Regions from separate parts of the Mus musculus genome. Here region 2 is linked to region 1. Evidence: chromatin contacts called from public HiChIP or PLAC-seq data. All regions are on one chromosome and are shown on one strand. The core of a region is the stretch at or near the end of the contact, and the rest is flanking DNA. Distances in the headings are between cores, read along the strand shown.

Region 1 (4,899 bases), core at 430-2,929:
ACACACCCAGCCCTGCACCACCCACCCCCACTTGAAGATCTGTGTGGATTTTCTGTTCCATCCCCCTGCCCTTCTGGGCTTTCTCAGGGAGACGGCAGTATTCCTTAAGAAAGGGTGCTTCTCTCAGCTCTGCCATCTTGTCACCCCCTCCCACTGCCTCACTGCTCAGGTGACTAAAAGATGAGGGCCTCTTCTGGCTTCCCACTCATCTCCACGGGTCCCCAGGAGTTCTCTGTGCACAATGGAGAATCCCTTCCTCCCCTCAACATCTTGAGCCCGTTTCCAGAGGCTTCCCAGTTCTATGTCTCCCAGCTTGCCATGCCTGCCTCAGTGGTCCTCTCATGTCTATGAGCCACGTGACTGTCTCTGTGGGTCTCCTGTACCCATGGGGCTGTCTCCATCAGGAGACCTCTCCTAGCTTACTGGGCCCCGTGTATGCTTCCTGGTTGCTCCTTCTGTGTATGGCTCCCTATTCTGAGGAGTCTTTCTGTCTCTGGCCTCTGCCACCTTCAAACACCTCTGTGTCCTATATGCTGTTCTCTTGTCCTCAGGTGGCTTGCTTTTCCATGGCTGGCTTTCCTTGGCCTTGTGGAGTTTGTGGGCCTTGGCCCACCTCTCTTGGGTCTTGATGGCTGGCTGTCTCTTTCCCTGCATTTTTCTCCATCTCTGTAGTCCTCTCTCCCCATCTCTAGGCCCTTCCCTCAGTTCTCCCCACCAATGCCTCTCAGCTCCATGGGCTCCAGAATCCTGGGCTGCCTGGGCAGGGCGGTGGCATGGTGTGGTTGGAGGGGGTGGCCCCGGGGGTTGGCCCTTCATCCAATGCAGCTCGCTCTTCTCATCAGCATTCTCCTCGCAGGGCCCCCCAGCCCGACCAATACGATCTCCCCCTCCTCTGCTTCCCTCCCTCCTTGCTCCCTGCCTGCCTGCCTCCCTCCCTCCTGCCCGCCCTCCTCCCTGCCTCCCTCCCTTCATCTCTCCCCTCCACCACCACCACCACCACCATCACCACCACCACCACCACCACCACCACCCCACCCCCCCGCGCTCCAGGACTCAGCGCGGGCGGGCGGGCAGGCGGCGGCCTAGGAGGGGAGAAGGAGCAGTGGCGGCAGCGGTAGTAGCGGCCGGCAGCAAGGAGGCAGGCCCGGCTGGGGACACGGAGCCGCCAGCGGCTGCCGCTCACAGGGGACCAGAGTGTGCGGCCAGGCCCTCCCACCGAGAGCCGGCGGGCCCCGGGACACCCCACCCTCCTCCGCCTTCCCGTTCCACCTGCTTCTCTCCATCCTCTCCTCCCACCTCATCTCGCCACCTCGTCTGCCTCCCTTCTTGGTCTCACCAGGGCTGCCAGTTGCTCTGTCCTCGCTAGCCCCTTCATTGACCGGCCTCTCCTGGCCCTCAAGCATGTTTTTCCCGTGGGGACTGAGGGGTTGAGGACTCCCGGCCCTAGCCTCATCCAGGGCAGGGCCAAGGCTCTGGGGGGAGGGGGGGGAAGGGGGCGGCCCCCTCCCCCCCAGCAGGCCCTCCCCTCCCCCACTTCCCCCCGATGGCTGGCTTTCTTTTCTCCACCCAGTCCTCACCCCCAGTGCCCCCCCCAGGCCGGCCCGGCTAGGGGAGGGGGCGGGGGCCCTTTCCTGGGCCGGCTTCCCCCTCCCCCGGCTTTGCCTGTGCCCCCCTCCCTTCCGTTTTCACCTTCCTCTCCTCCTTTCCTCCCTCCTTCCCCTCCGTTTGCTCCTTCCCCCTCTCCTCTCTCCCCTTCTCTCCTCCATTTTCTCCTTTCCCCTTCCTCCCCTCCTGGCCCGCCCTTTGCTTTTCCACCTGTCCTTCCTCCCCGCTGCTGGGGAGACACCGTTTTGGATTAGTTGGGGGCCACCGCCGGCGGCGGGGGAGGGGGCCCAGTGGACTGCCCTCTCCCCCGGCCCCAGCCTCACCAGCACCCAGCATCGGAGCACCTCCTGGTTGTCGTTCCTCGGGCCTCGAGGGAGCCCAGCCCTCCGTCCCACCAGGATCCGTAAGTGTCTGCAGGGCGGGGATTGGGCTGGGTCCTGGGTCCTGGAAGGCCAGGCTCCCTGTCCGGCTGGCGGGGGCCCCCACAGTCCCTGCTCCCCGTGGATGGCAAGGAACCTATTTCTCGCTGCTTTGTGCCCTCCCTCTCAACCTCTCATTCTCCACGACCTCTTCTTTTCTCACCCTTACTTCTGGGTACACACCTCACACCTGCCCTCAGTCCCAGCTTTCCGGGGTCCTGTGGTAGCCAGCTCACTTCACTGGCTCCTGGATTGTCCCTCCTCCAAGCTTTGGGTCCCAGACCCACACTGGCTCCTGACTTCTTGTGTGTTGTTGTGTGTTGGGTTCTCTCTCTCTCTCTCTCTCTCTCTCTCTCTCTCTCTCTCTCACCTCTTTCACTAAGCCTTACCATAGGCCCGGCCCCATTGCACCTTCTGTCTGTCTTCTGGAGATGCCTTTACATTTTCAAGTCTGTATTTCGCCTGTCTCCCAGGCCTGTCCAACTCTGCCCAACTTCTCTGTTCTCCGCTGTTCTCCTAAGCCAGGCTCTGCATCTGACTCTGATGAGACACTAGTTCTCATCTAGTCTTCTTCCCACTCTGTCTTTCCATTCTTTGCCTGATCCTCTCCACCTCCAGCCTCTATCTCTCACTTTTCTGCTTCCCTCCCCCAGACCCCACTGTGGGCCCCTAGTCATCCCCATCTACTGCTCTCTGTCCCTGGCTTCTGCCCGGGTTCTTCCACCCACCATCCCAGTCTCTCCACTTCTGGACCACACCACCTGGCCTTTTAGCTTCCATCCCTCCCAGTACCCGTGGGCTGGGGACTCTGGGATCCTCTGTGTATGCTGCTATGCCCTTCCAGGGCATCCGCTTTGACTCAGTTTCCCTCCTGGCTCATCCTCTCTCTCGCTTGTGTGGTCAGCCCTCTCCCTGTGCGCTTCTTCTTCAAGCCTTTTCATCCTGGATTCTGCCCCTCTGGCCTCAGCCTCTTTAGGCTGCTGTGCGCTTGTCCCTAGCTCACACTCTCTGTGTGTCTGTCTCAGGCTGTGGTTGTTTGTTTGTTCTGCTTTTGGAGACAGGGTTTCCTATAGCCCAGGCTAGCCTGGAACTCACCAAGGAGCTGGGTCTGGCTTTGAACTCCTGACCCTCCTGCCTCTGTCTACTGATAGCTGGTATTACAGGTGTGTGTCAGCACACCCTGCTGGCCCCTTGGTTGTTATACTTGTTGTTATTCATCTTTGGGCCCCCTCTCTTCTCCTGTCTGCCTCCTGTCCTTTGCACGTGTCTCCCCTTGCCCATCTCTCCTCCAACCTGTAGGACCTGGCCCACTCTCCTCAGCCCCCCCCCCCCCCCCCATTGCTGGCACTGTTTCCGTGCGTCTGTATCTGCCAGGCCTGAGTCTCAGGTCTGTGAGTCCTGAACTGACCTGACCCTGCTCCTCCTTGCACTTCCCATCCGCTTCTCTAGCATCTCTTTGTTTTTGAGACAGGGTTCAGGATGCAACATAGGCTAGCCTCAAACTCACAGTGATTCCCCTGCCTCCAGACTGCAGGAATTACATCCTGGTGTGAATGTCCTACTTAGTGTCTGTCCTTTTCCCCCACTTAGCTGTGGTCAGCACTTTGGGGGGCTGCCTTTCTGTGCATGGACCTCTGTGTTCTTCACTCCCCATAGACTCTCTCTGCACTGTGCCTCTGTCCTTTCACTCTCCATAGACCGTCTCTGCACTGAGCCTCTGTCTTTTGGTTCCCATTTGTGTCTGCCACCTGTGGGTCTCTGCCCTTCTGCCCTGCCTCAGTCTATTTGTTTGTAGTCCCTGATCCCCATTTGTTCCAGATGTCCCAGGATGAACCCCCTTCCCTCCTGCCCTTCCCCTTGAGAACTCTCCTTTTAGCTCTCCCAGAATTCCTTGCTCCTCTGTCCTGGTCAAGCCTCCACATTAGATCTAAATTGCAGTCTGCAGCCACCAGTCTGTTGAGCATGCCCTTGTATCCCTCAGGCTCTCCTCACCAAAGGCTGAGGGGTGTGGAGGAGGACTTTCTCAAGGTCAGTGAAATAGAGGCAAGTGTGGGACTGATTAAGGCAACCTTTCTCCTTGGCCTGAACTTTTCTGGCCAGAGAGGCCAAATCCAAGCCTTGGCTTGTGACTCTGCCCTTTCTTGGGAGTGCTTTCCATGGCCCCAGGTGGGATGTCAGGGGACACTAGACACATGTCACAGTGCTCTGGGCTCTGCAATAACCCTCTTTCATTGGAACATGGTCTACAACCAGGTCCAGGGATCCGTGTGCACATCTGGCAAAGCACATCCCGCCCAGCAGTTACACTGCCAAAGGCCTGGAGTGCCCAGAACACTCCAGGAGCTGAACTCCCCGGGGCTGGACCTGTAAGGAGAAGTCATGTACCCGTACTCGATCCCTAGAACAGGGTACAGGCAGGGTTTCAGTACCCACTTCCTGCAGTCAGCCTTCCAGCTTTCTGTCCTTCCCACCAGACGCTCTGGTCTCCCGAGTCAGTCTGTGCCTCTCCCTGTTCTCCGGCTTTCTCTTCCGTCACTCACCCACTCCCATGCACTGATAGCCCCTTGTTTGGTCTTGCCCTGCTCCCTTTCTCTGGTGTCTGTCCTTTATGTCCACATCTCCCAGTCAGCCCCTTCCCTGTCTCTCCCAGTCCTGTCTCTGATTTCCTTCAACTTTTGTTCGCTCTCTGTTTTCAGCCGTTTCTGCCATCCTTCTGTGCTTTCATATCTGCCTGTTTTCCGTTCCTTTCTCACATTCTGAGTCCCAGCATCTCTCCTTTGCAGCCTCTCATCAGATACTTTTTCTTTTTTCTTTTTTTTCCCCTGTTGTTCTCTTTCTTCTGTACTCTCTTTTTAGGTTCTTTGCTATGTCCCTC
Region 2 (5,621 bases), core at 912-3,411, 740 kb before region 1:
CTCTAGTTTGCTCACAGCCGAATCTTCAGAAAAAAAAAGAAACAAGTCTTGTTTCTAGTGAGTGCTCTCTAACAGAGAGGGCCTGGGGTTGTTAACTCAGAGGCAGAGCTTGCAATAGCTCTAAGACCAGGGATCTGGGGGCTGGAGAGATGGCTCAGCGGTTAAGAGCACTCACTGACTGCTCTTCCAGAGGTCCTGAGTTCAATTCCCAGCAACATGGTGCCTCACAACCATCTGTAATGAGAACTAATGCCCTCCTCTGGTGTGTCTGAAGACAGCTACAGTGTACAGTGTATAGTGTACTCATATACATAAAATAAATAAATAAATAAATCGGAAAATATTTTTTTAAAAAAGACCAGGGATTTGATCCCTAACACTGTAAAAACTTAGTACCTGTTAAATACCCCATTTCAGATTGTATTCAGATATGTAGCTGCTAAGTCCTAGCAGAGGCCTTACTGCAGGCTCAGCAAAGAGTTCTGAATTCAAGGAGTCTGGTGGCCATTGATAAGTATACGAGACACCTCTAAGTCAGTGATTCTCAATACGTGGGTCCCAACCCCCTTAGGGTCACATATCAGATACTTACATTACGATTCATAAAGTAGCGAAGTTACACTTATGAGGTAGCAACAAAATAACTTTATGGTGGTGGGGTGGGGTGTCACCACAACAAGAGGAACTGTATTAATGGATTGTAGCATTAGAAAGGTTAAGAACCACTGCTCTAAGTGAATCAAAGAATGGAACTGGGCTGTCAAGATGGCTCAGCAGTTTGCACTGACTGCTCTTACAGAGGTCCTGAGTTCAATTCCCAGCAACCACATGGTGGCCCACGGCCATCTGTAATGGCATCTAGTGTCCTCTTCTGCTTAATAAAAAAAATTTTTTGAGAGTGAGAGAGACAAGAGAGAGAGGTGTGGCCTCAGGATAAGGACTTCGTGCTCCTGTGAACAGTCTCTCAACTGAGACTCTGTAAGCAACCCTAATGAAACTCATCTGGTCATCAAAATTCATTAACTAACTAATTAAGTAGGAAGAGCGAAGGCCTCAGAGATATGAAACTGATTGAATGTTGTGAAAATGAATGTGAAAAATATGTTGTGAGTGCATGAAAATGCCAGAATGAAAAAATATATGTGTGTGTGTGGGTGGGGTGTATAATTAACATATCCTAATAAAAAATAAATTAGGGCTAGGAGACGGCCCAGTGGATAAGCACGACCATATGAGGACTGAAATGTATAGCTCCAGATTCCTCGTAAGGAAGACAGGGAGCCTTGGGGCAAACCCTTCAGCTAGAGGAGGGATTCCAGATAGAACCTGCCTAGATAAATATGGAGGAATGCAGGAGGTCAACTCTACCTGCCTGCCAACGTACAAGCAGGAGTACCCGCATACACATCTGAACCCACGCACAGAATATACACGAATATAACACGAATGTACAGATACACGCTAAAAAAAAAAAAAAGAAAAAACACTTTTTGTTTTTAATTTAAAGAACAAGTCCTTTAATCCCACTAGTGAGCAGTGGAGACAGGAGGATTAAGAAACTCAAGGTCATACTTAAACTACCCAGAGAGTTTCAGGCCAGCTCTAGCTACCTGCGACCTCGTTTCAAAACAAAACAAAAGAATGAGTCAACCTATACACACTGACCTAAGTCAATGTCACGGAGCCTTGTAATCTAGGGACAACAGAATGTCAAGTCCCTCCTAGTTGGCAGAGGTAGGATGCGGGAGGAAAGTGCCTCCAAGACACCTCACATGCACGCACGCACGCACACCAAGATAAGCAGAGGGAGGCAGGAGCTGGGGAAGCCAGGCGGGGTCACAGGCGCGCGAGGTGTGGCTGCTGCAGCCAGTCAAGGTCTCCCGCTCCCAGGTTCCTCTTGTTTGCTTACTATGCCCCACCTAGGGCCCAAGGTACTGCCTCCGCCCTCTGAACCCAGGGAAAACCTTGGTAACCTGGGAGATACATTCGCGCGATGGTGTGAGACTTCTGGCGACAGCGGGCCAGAGACAGAGAAATAAGGGTGCGGGGAGCGACGCCTTGCAGGAGGCTGCCCCGCCCCACTCCTCTTGATTTCGTTGAGGAGGGAGCCGCCCCGTTCCCTCCCCTAACTAGTCCGGCGGCAAGGAGCTTCTAGGAGGTACAGACCCAGCCGACCTGCAGAGATGGAGGCAGCCAGCACCTGGGCGCTGCTGCTGGCCCTGCTGCTGCTGCTGCTGCTGCTGTCTCTGACGCTATTCAGGACCCCGGCCCGAGGCTACCTACCCCCGGGGCCCACGCCGCTGCCGTTGCTGGGGAACCTCCTGCAGCTGCGTCCCGGGGCTCTGTACTCGGGGCTTTTGCGGGTGAGGGGACGCAAGGACATCCTAACCAGGGGATGTGCGCGGGGGCGGGGAGCCTTCTAAGTGCCAGAGCAGATGAGTCTTGGACTATCTTATAAAGGAGGCAGAAGCAGGAGTTCTGAGGGCAAAGAGACCATGAATGTCTTGAGCTGGGGACGCGAACAAGTTGACCTGGGCTGAGCAAGGGTATCCAGGTTGGAGTGGGCAGAGCTCAGCCAGTCTTGGAAGTGGGATCCAGGGCTAAGAAAGAAAGGGAATGCCCTGAAAAGGGCACTAGAGCTGGAGGGACACAGCTCACAGAGGACTAGGAGGAAATGAGAACAGGACCCAGAGGAGTAGGGGTCCCAGGTCGCAGGGACCCACAGCATGCTGGAAGTTAGTGAGCTGAGACCAAAGCTGCAAAGCAGACATTCTCTAAATAAGAGGGTAGTGGGCGAGCTTGCCGTCCCCAGCACCCTTCCCCGTCCCCCCCCCCTCGTTGAAAGGGAAGCATCTGGAAGCTGGAGGGGGCTGAGCAGAGAGCATCCTGGGCTGAAGGAATCTGCCTCAGAGACTCCCAGAGTGGGAGGATGGGTGTAGCTCTGCTAGGAGGGAGCTAGGAGTTCCTGCCACGGGTGGGAGGATGGGGAGGCAGTCCCAACTTGCTGGGGGTAGTGGGGAGAATTAAGTTCTCCATTCAAAAATACTCTAAGGGACTTTTAAGGACAGAAAAGAGGAGTGGGTGTCTAAGGGAGAAACGGGACACATGCTCCGTGTTACTTGCTGCGGGACTTAAGTGTTCAGCAGAGGTTGAAATGAGTAGCCAGATATTGGGAAGAGGGGGATTATGAGAAACCAAAGCTGGTTGTGGATGGTCCCAAGATCAGAGGTTAGAGCCTAGAAGGAAGTGAGAGGGCAGGCAAAGGGATGTGGTTAAGAAGCGCCCACTCAGCAGAGCGGTGGTGGTGCACACCTTTAATCCCAGCACTCTGGAGGCAGAAGATCTATGTGAGTTCGAGGCCAGTCTGGTCTACAGAGAGAGTTCCAGGGCAGCCAGAGTTTCACAGAGAAACCTTGTCTCGAGAAAAAAAAAAGGGGTGTGGGTGGGCTGGAGCTCCCACCCCACACTCCGATGCAAAAAGAGAGCAGCTTCCCAAAGGGATGCTTTGGATTGGTGTGGGGAGCAGACCAGCTCCTGATACAGGGGGCAAAAACCAGGGCACATGGTTTGGAACCAATACAGACTGCCTGAAAGAGGCAGCTCCCTGGAACTCTCTTCTCCCTCTCTGCCCCCAGCTAAGTAAGAAGTATGGGCCTGTGTTCACGGTATACCTGGGCCCCTGGCGCCGCGTGGTGGTCCTGGTTGGACATGATGCTGTAAGAGAAGCCTTGGGAGGTCAGGCTGAGGAATTCAGCGGGCGTGGAACATTGGCAACGCTGGACAAGACCTTTGATGGTCACGGTGAGTCATGAGTCATGAAGGCAAACGGGGGCTGCTGGATCCTGCCCCCACTGCAGGTCTGGAGCTTTTTGTACAGGTGACTGAGTGCCTATCTTTCTAGGAAATGGAATGACAACAGTGCCTGTCACTTAAGGTTGTACTGAGGATTAAAGTAGAAACTGGGCTTGTGTCAAGTGGGTGCTTACTAACGGCCAGCCACAGTCTTCGTAATTACTACTCCCTGGTCTAGGAATTGATAGACAAACACAGCAGAGAAGCTTGACATACCGGGCTCATCCCCAGCATCTGGTAGGCTCAGACTGGAGGAACTCAACATTCATGACATAGTGAGTTCAAGGTCAGTTTACGCTACATAGAACAAGACAGTGTGACCCTGTCTTGAAAATGTCCAGGACTAGGACATGCGTAGAATCCACCAGTGACGGTTGCAGGCCTTGTTCAGTGGAGTGCTTACCTAGAATCCCCCAGTGAGGGGCTGGGGGTGTGGCTTAGTGGTAGAGGCCCTGCCTAGAATCCCTCAATGAGGGGCTGGGGGCGTTGCCCAGTGGTAGAGCCCCTGCCTAGAATCCCCCAGTGAGGGGCAGGGGCTGTGGCTTAGTGGTAGAACCCCTGCCTAGAATCCCCCAGTGAGGGGCTGGGGGAGTGGCTCAGTGGTAGAACTCCTGCCTAGAATTCCCTTCCTGCTCCACCCACCCCACCCACCCTCGCCTTGACCACTGACTAGGGGTGTGGCTCAACAGATTATTTTCATAGAATTTACCAGTGAAGGGCCCAGTTTATAGAATGCCATGGATTCCATGCCCAAGCCAAAAGAGAGAGAAGAGGGCTGGGGAGCCCAAAACACAGAAATCACTCTTTATGTTAAGATGGGAAGCATGCTTAGCTTGTGTGGAGCCCTGGCTTCAATCTCAGTACCACCGAAAAGTCTGGCAGCACATTGGTGACTAAGATAGCGCTGCCTACTTCCCCTAGAGAACCCTGACAGACCTGTCATCAGACAGTAACTGCTCAGAGGGATTGCCCAGGATGGGTGGGGCAAGCTAGCATGGGGGTTGGGGGGAAATCTAGGATTCTAGGAATTCACAGGCAGTGCCAGACACAGCCTATGCTCTGAAAGATATACCCAAGGAGCCGCCAGGAAAAAAAGAGGATGTCTAAGCTGCGGTTCTTGGGCTAGAAGGGAAGTTGTATCCAGGCAGAAGGACTAGCATGTGCACATGTATGGAAGAGGGAAAAGAATGAATCTCTTCAGCCCACGGGCTCCCTGTGCCTGGCCCTGTCCTAGGTACTGAGGACACAGAGATTTTCAAGACAGATATCTTCTCAGAGTGAGGAGGTAGAATTCTAAAAGGAGAGCCACAGTCCTGAGAGTAGGGGCACAGCGTCAGGGGAGAGGTGCTGAACTGAGATGGGCAGGGAGATAGGCTTCTCAGAGGAGGTGACATCTGGGCTGCCACATAACGGGTAAATGGAGTCCATCGAGGCTGAGGAAGCAGCTGAGAGTGGTGGCTCAGTCCTTTGATCCAAGAACTTGACGGGCTGAGTCAGGAGAATTGCTAGGAGTTCGGGCCATTCTGGGCTACACAGAAAGACCCTCTCAAAAAAAAATCATAACTAATTAAAAACAGAAGGATGAGGGCAGGGGAGATGGCTCAGCAGTTAAGAACGTTTGCTGTTCTTGCAGAGAACCTGAGCCTTGTTCCCAGCACCCGCATTGGGCCGCTCACAATAGCTTGTACTCCAGCTTCAAGGGATCTGACATCCTCTTCTGGCCTCTCCAGGCACTTGTATACGTGTGAACATACACAAACATGCACAGA

What was found. HiChIP or PLAC-seq counts read pairs in DNA pulled down with a chosen protein or histone mark.
Region 2: a FOXA1 HiChIP or PLAC-seq map of pancreatic cancer cells shows a contact between it and region 1. The contact joins the promoter of Cyp2s1 here to the promoter of Grik5 in region 1. A contact is called at or near these places in 1 of 39 promoter capture datasets (pre-B cells) and 1 of 115 datasets of contacts at active chromatin or transcription factors (pancreatic cancer cells).

The regions. Positions count from the first base shown.
Region 1 is chr7:25,069,149-25,074,047 of GRCm38.p6, reverse strand. Grik5 (glutamate receptor, ionotropic, kainate 5 (gamma 2)) reads left to right here and starts at 1,679. Exons shown (of 20, transcript NM_008168.2): 1 at 1,679-2,008.
Region 2 is chr7:25,813,065-25,818,685 of GRCm38.p6, reverse strand. It overlaps Cyp2s1 (cytochrome P450, family 2, subfamily s, polypeptide 1), which reads left to right and starts at 2,161. Exons shown (of 9, transcript NM_028775.4): 1 at 2,161-2,363; 2 at 3,636-3,801. The coding sequence starts at 2,184.